Regions from separate parts of the Pan troglodytes genome. Here region 2 is linked to region 1. The links are chromatin contacts, called in public HiChIP or PLAC-seq maps. All regions are on one chromosome and are shown on one strand. Each heading gives the region's core, a stretch centred on a gene start, on an enhancer-like site or on the middle of the called end of the contact. The rest is flanking DNA. Distances are from core to core; before and after follow the strand shown.

Evidence for each region. HiChIP or PLAC-seq counts read pairs in DNA pulled down with a chosen protein or histone mark.
Region 2: a contact with region 1 is called in an H3K4me3 HiChIP or PLAC-seq map of stem cell-derived excitatory neurons, with 3 times the contacts expected there. The contact joins the promoter of DNAJC8 here to the promoter of PHACTR4 in region 1. A contact is called at or near these places in 1 of 1 datasets of contacts at active chromatin or transcription factors (stem cell-derived excitatory neurons) and 1 of 1 other capture datasets (stem cell-derived neural stem cells).

What each region holds. Positions count from the first base shown.
Region 1 is chr1:202,616,200-202,618,899 of NHGRI_mPanTro3-v2.0_pri, reverse strand. PHACTR4 (phosphatase and actin regulator 4) reads left to right here and starts at 1,303. Exons shown (of 14, transcript XM_513255.9): 1 at 1,303-1,576.
Region 2 is chr1:202,756,704-202,759,403 of NHGRI_mPanTro3-v2.0_pri, reverse strand. It overlaps DNAJC8 (DnaJ heat shock protein family (Hsp40) member C8), which reads right to left and starts at 1,400. Exons shown (of 11, transcript NM_001279783.1): 1 at 1,218-1,400. ATP5IF1 (ATP synthase inhibitory factor subunit 1) reads left to right here and starts at 918. Exons shown (of 3, transcript XM_003338984.7): 1 at 918-1,155; 2 at 1,246-1,337. The coding sequence starts at 1,069.

The DNA of each region.
Region 1 (2,700 bases), core at 54-2,553:
CGTGAGCCACCGTGCCAGGCCAATAAATATATTTTAAATATTTTTTTGAGACAACGTCTCCCTCTGTCGTCCAGGCTGGAGTGTAGCGGCACCATCACAGCTCATTGCAGCCTGGACCTCCCCAGCTCAAATAATCCTCCTATTTCAGCCTCCTGAGTACCTGGGACTACAGGCACGTTCCATCATGCCCAGCTAATTTTTAAAATTGTTTTTGTAGAAATGGGGCCTCACTCTGTTGCCCAGGCTGGCAGGCTGGTCTCAAACTCCAGGGCTCAAGGGATCCTCCCGCCTTAGCCTCCCAAAGTGCTGGGATGAGAGGTGTGAGCCACTGCACCCGGCCAATTTTTTTTTCTTCTTTTTTCTTTTTCTATTGAGACAGGGTCTTGCTCTGCTGCCCAGGCTGGAGTGCACTGGTGCGATCTCAACCCCCCAGGCTCAAGTGATCATCTCACCTCAGCCTCCCACGTAGCTGGGACTACAGGAGCTTGGCACTAGGCCCCGGATAATTTGTTTGTTTGTTTGTTTGTTTTGTGACGGAGTCTTGCTCTGTCGCCCAGGCTGGACTGCAATGGCAAGATCTCGGCTCACTGCAACCTCCGCCTCCTGGGTTCAAGCGATTCTCCTGCCTCAGCCTCCTGAGTAGCTGGGATTACAGGCATGCGCCACCGCGCCTGGCCAATTTTTTTAATTTTATGGATAGTGTATTTGAAAAGTCACATCGATTTTTCTCCTGGAATGTCCTCTAGATGTGCCGTAGCTTCAAGTTTTACATGTAGGTCTAATTTAGGTTGTGTGATACAATGGGTTTGCATTTAGAAGGGTCCTCTGGCAGCAGCAAGGAAGGTTTTCGGAGGGTGATAGCCTAGGGCCTGAAACTACTGAGACTTGGAGAGAAGTGATGGTGGCTTTCACTAGGTGATAGTAGTGAAGGATATCGAAATGAATTAAAATACTGGGGATGTAGAATGAGTGGACTTAATGGCTTGAGGGAAGTGTCCAGAATGATTCCTGGGTTTCTTACGCACAACACTGAGGGTAGATAACTTGCTTGTACGTTTTTTGCACTTCAAATTGGTCCTCAATAAATAGTTTTTCCTTTGGGGAGGTTATGATTGAAATTTGGCCAGTCAGGGATACAGTTTTCTCAAACAACACTCTTGTATCAGTTCCCTTTTTGGGTACTGCCTGGAGCCCAGTATTGAACCCTGTCCTCCCAAGCCCAAAGACCTTTGCCTCCCATAGTACCAGGAAAGGTGCCCAAGTTCTTTTACACACAAGGTGCGCACAGCGGCCAGCGCATGCCCAGAGAGGTCGTAAGGAGGACGACCGCCCGGAGAGAAAGGACGCACGCTTCCCGCCATTTTGTTCAGCTTGCCGTGCAACCGGCCCCTGCTGGGGACTACAAGTCCCGTAAGCCTCCGCGGCGACACGTCCTACCCTACACTGTCCAGCCCGCTCCCTTTTTCCCCCTCCCCGGGGGCCAAGGGCTCCGGCTGCTGCCTGGCGGCCAACGGGCCAGGTAGGATTTCCGGGAGAGGCTGCTGTGGAGGCTGAGGAGGCGGCGGCGGCGATCTGGGTAAGTTCAGCGAGCAAGGGAAAGTGAGCAGGACGCGCTCAGTATCAGGCTGCGGGCTCCTCTCAGGCTGCGGCCCTTTTCTTGGCTCTGCGAGAGGGTCCCGGTCCGGGCAGAAGGTAACGGCCCGGGTCGCCGTCGCTTCGGGCCAGGGCGGGGCGGGGCCGCCGCCTCCCTCCTTGGCCCTCCCACAACGGTCCAACCCGGACTTCTCCGCCTGAGGCAGGGCCCGCGCAGGCTCGCCCTCTCCGCCCCCCGAGACTTGGCTGGGCCCTTTTGTCTGGGCTGCGTTGCTCCCCCTTTGTGCCCGTGCATGGAGTCTCCGCCACGGGGGAGCCTGTTCCGCCGGTCCCCAACAGGGACTGCTCCCTGGGGATCCGGTTACAGTAACCGGATCGGGTCAAAGTACATTTTTCAAAACCGTCCTGCCTCAGACCTCTGCACCCCTGCTGGGCAGAACGGGGGCTTCGGAGCCAGGCGGAGTTTCTGTAAAAACCTGGAGGTTATTATTTAACTTTTAAACATCAGCCTGGGCGGCTTCAGGACACGAAACTCCAGACGTTTTTCTTGGTGGAGAGATGAGATTAAGGAAAAGAAGCGACCCCTCTCTCCCACCCTCTACACCCCGGCTCCGGGAAACTGGGAAGGCATCGAATTTGCTGCGATGTCTGTGCAGCTCACATCTGTGATCGGTGGATCAAAGAACCAGTGGTGAATGGTAGAATGGCAGTTCACGCACCTCCCAAATCTCGGAGGAGAGTGACTTACAGGGCATCACTGATTGCTTGCAAAAAAAAAAAAAAAAAAAAAAACCTCCAGTGCTTCATTCGGACACTCAGCTCCTCGCTCCTTCCAACCTCTTCCTTTTCTTGTTCTTTTTAAAACAAACAATGGAAGGAAAAAGTCCTTCAGTGGAAGAATTTGCTTTATAGAGGAACCAGAAACCCAGTGGCTTCTAGAAGTCACTTACTTTTTCGCCAAATTAAAGAAATGAATTTCGGGCGTGGTGGTGCGCGCCTGTAATGCCAACTATTCTGGAGGCTGAGGCAGGAGAATCGCTTGAGGCCAGAAGTTCGCGACCAGCCTGGGCAACACAGCAAGACCCCATCTTAAAAAAAAAAGGAATG
Region 2 (2,700 bases), core at 151-2,650, 140 kb before region 1:
GAGCCACCGCACCTGGCCTGCTCTTTTCTACTGCATTGCACCACATTGCCAAAAGTGCAGTTATTAAGCCCATTCAACAATATGTTGCTAACGAAAAAAACAAACTAAAATATTTTTAAAAGGTTTATTCTGAGCCAAGATGAGTGACCATAGCTTGGGGAAACACAGCCTCAAGAGGTCCTAGGAAACTGTGCCTGAGGTGGTCAAGTTATAATTTGGGTTTTCTTTTTTTTGTTTGTTTTGAGACGGAGTCTCGCTTTGTCACCAGGCTGGAGTGCAGTTGCGCAATCTCGGCTCACTGCAACCTCCGCCTCCCGGGTTCAAGCCAATTCTCCTGTCTCGGCCTCCTGAGTAGCTGCGATTACAGTCGCGTGCCACCACACCCGGCTGATTTTTGTATTTTTAGTAGAGACGGGGTTTCTCCATGTTGGCCAGGCTGGTCTCGAACTCCGGACCTCAGGTGATCCACCCACTTCGGCCTCCCAAAGTGTTGGGATTACAGGCGTGAGCCACCGCGCCCAGCCAGAACACTGCCACTTCTCATAACAAATGAGCGCGATTTATGTATATCTAAGCCAGGGCACATTGGACGTCGGTATCCTGGACATCAGCATCCTGGACACAGCTCCCAAACCCCGAATTCCCCCATTTTATTGATGCTAGCAGGCCAGGGAAGGGAAAACTTCCTTTGAGCTTTGAATAATAACGACTTTAGAATTGAAATCGTGGGCTGGAGGTGGACGCCACGCCTCATTCTGATGGGTCCAAGAGCCGAAATTTCGGCTTCCGTCACTCTCCTCACTCAGCTCTCCAAACTCCTCCATCATTCCTCTTTCCAGTCCTTTGGCCCTAAGCCCTTGCTAGCGGTTGGCTAAGAATAAACCCGTCTCTTGCTCGGGATTCGCTGTGAGCTCCGGGAAGCCCGCCTCCGCTCTCCCGTGATTCGCTATTCCTGTGTTCATCCGCCCCTGCGTCGACCAGATTGAGTGCTTGGCCGTCCCTGCCATTAGCGCGTAACGAGAGACTGCTTGCTGCGGCAGAGACGCCAGAGGTGCAGCTCCAGCAGCAATGGCAGTGACGGCGTTGGCGGCGCGGACGTGGCTTGGCGTGTGGGGCGTGAGGACCATGCAAGCCCGAGGCTTCGGCTCGGATCAGGTACGCTGCGGCAGTGTCCGCTGCTCCAGCCCCGCGGGCGGATCCCATCTTTGCTTCCGTACCTTTACCAGTGTCCCTGTCTCTCTGCAGTCCGAGAATGTCGACCGGGGCGCGGGCTCCATCCGGGAAGCCGGTGGGGCCTTCGGAAAGAGAGAGCAGGCTGAAGAGGAACGATATTTCCGGTGAGGCTCACCGGGTCCCAAGTCCAGCCCTAGATCTCCCAAGGGCCTTCCAATCCTTAAACTGCCAATCGCCCCACCCGTTCCTACCTGGTGCCTTGGGCGCCCCATCCCCCAACAGAACTCCCGGGCCCCAATCCAGTATACCCTAACCCTTGATGTCCCGACCGTTGCCACGTATAGGGCACTCCCAGTTCCCTGCACAACAGTTTCAGGCCCCCAAACCATTTCCACCGGCGGGTCTCCAAAACAACCCACGGCTCAACTCCTCCTTCATCATTACCATCTCCCGCGTGGAGTTCTCCTCAGGTCGTGCGAAACACCCCCAGATTCTTCGCACAGTGTCTAGATCCGACCGTCCAACGTTTGCCTCCCAGCCTGACTCCCTCGGCCCTTACCCACCTGTCACCCCCTCTACGCTCTCCTTCCTCGCCAGCACGCCTTAGCTTTGCAAGCCTGCATGCATTCAGGCTTCTCAGGTGTTTCTAGACCCCTGACTCCGCAAGGGTGAGGATGATGGGAGCTGGTCATGGGAGCTACTTATGGTTGGACACCATCTTCTAAAGGCTTTTGCCCTACTCAGCCCAGCCTAGACCTGTAGATTTCCCTCTCCTGCTTAGGAGTATGGAGTGGGCTGGGCCTCCCTTTGCCAGCCCTGAGTTATCTTTAACTGACTTCTGTCCACTCTGGAGAGCAGTGAGGAATTAATCTTGCTTTTGCTTGTCCTTTGGCCTTTCACTTCTGCCTTCTGTTGAGAATTATCACCATGACACCTGCCATACCGTATAGAGAGCCAAGGTACAGCCGTTAGAGACTATCTAATTGAGCCCCTACATTTTGTAGTTAAGGAAAACTGAGGCCTAAATGTGACCAAACCAACATTGTAATCCAGTCCCTTCTTGGAACCTAAATTGAACTGCCAAGTACTGCGCATGCAAGAGACCCTTTATTGGCCTTACAGTGGGCCATTCATTTCTATAGGCAAAGAAAGCTCTAGACAGATTGGAATAGGAAATGGATATTTGCCTTTTAGCTACACCCCTTTGTCTGTCTTCCTCATTTTGTTCCTTTTCTTTTCCCTAAAGGGGAGTCAAGTTCCCTGGGTTGTTCCCCTCATAAGGTATTAGGGACTTGTGTCACATCTCTCTGGAGTTTTCTATTTTAAAGAGGAATCTGAAAGCAATAAGCTCTTTGGTCTTCTTAAGATGGCTACACCTCAATTTAAGATGGGGTATTCTTTCACTAGTTGAGGAGTAGAAGAGGATGACCAGCTAGACTCCCATGGAATTGGGACTCCTATTCCTTGCTTAGACATTACGGGTTATGCTTTGAGATCTCTTTGGGGTGAAGGGTTGAAATTAAACCC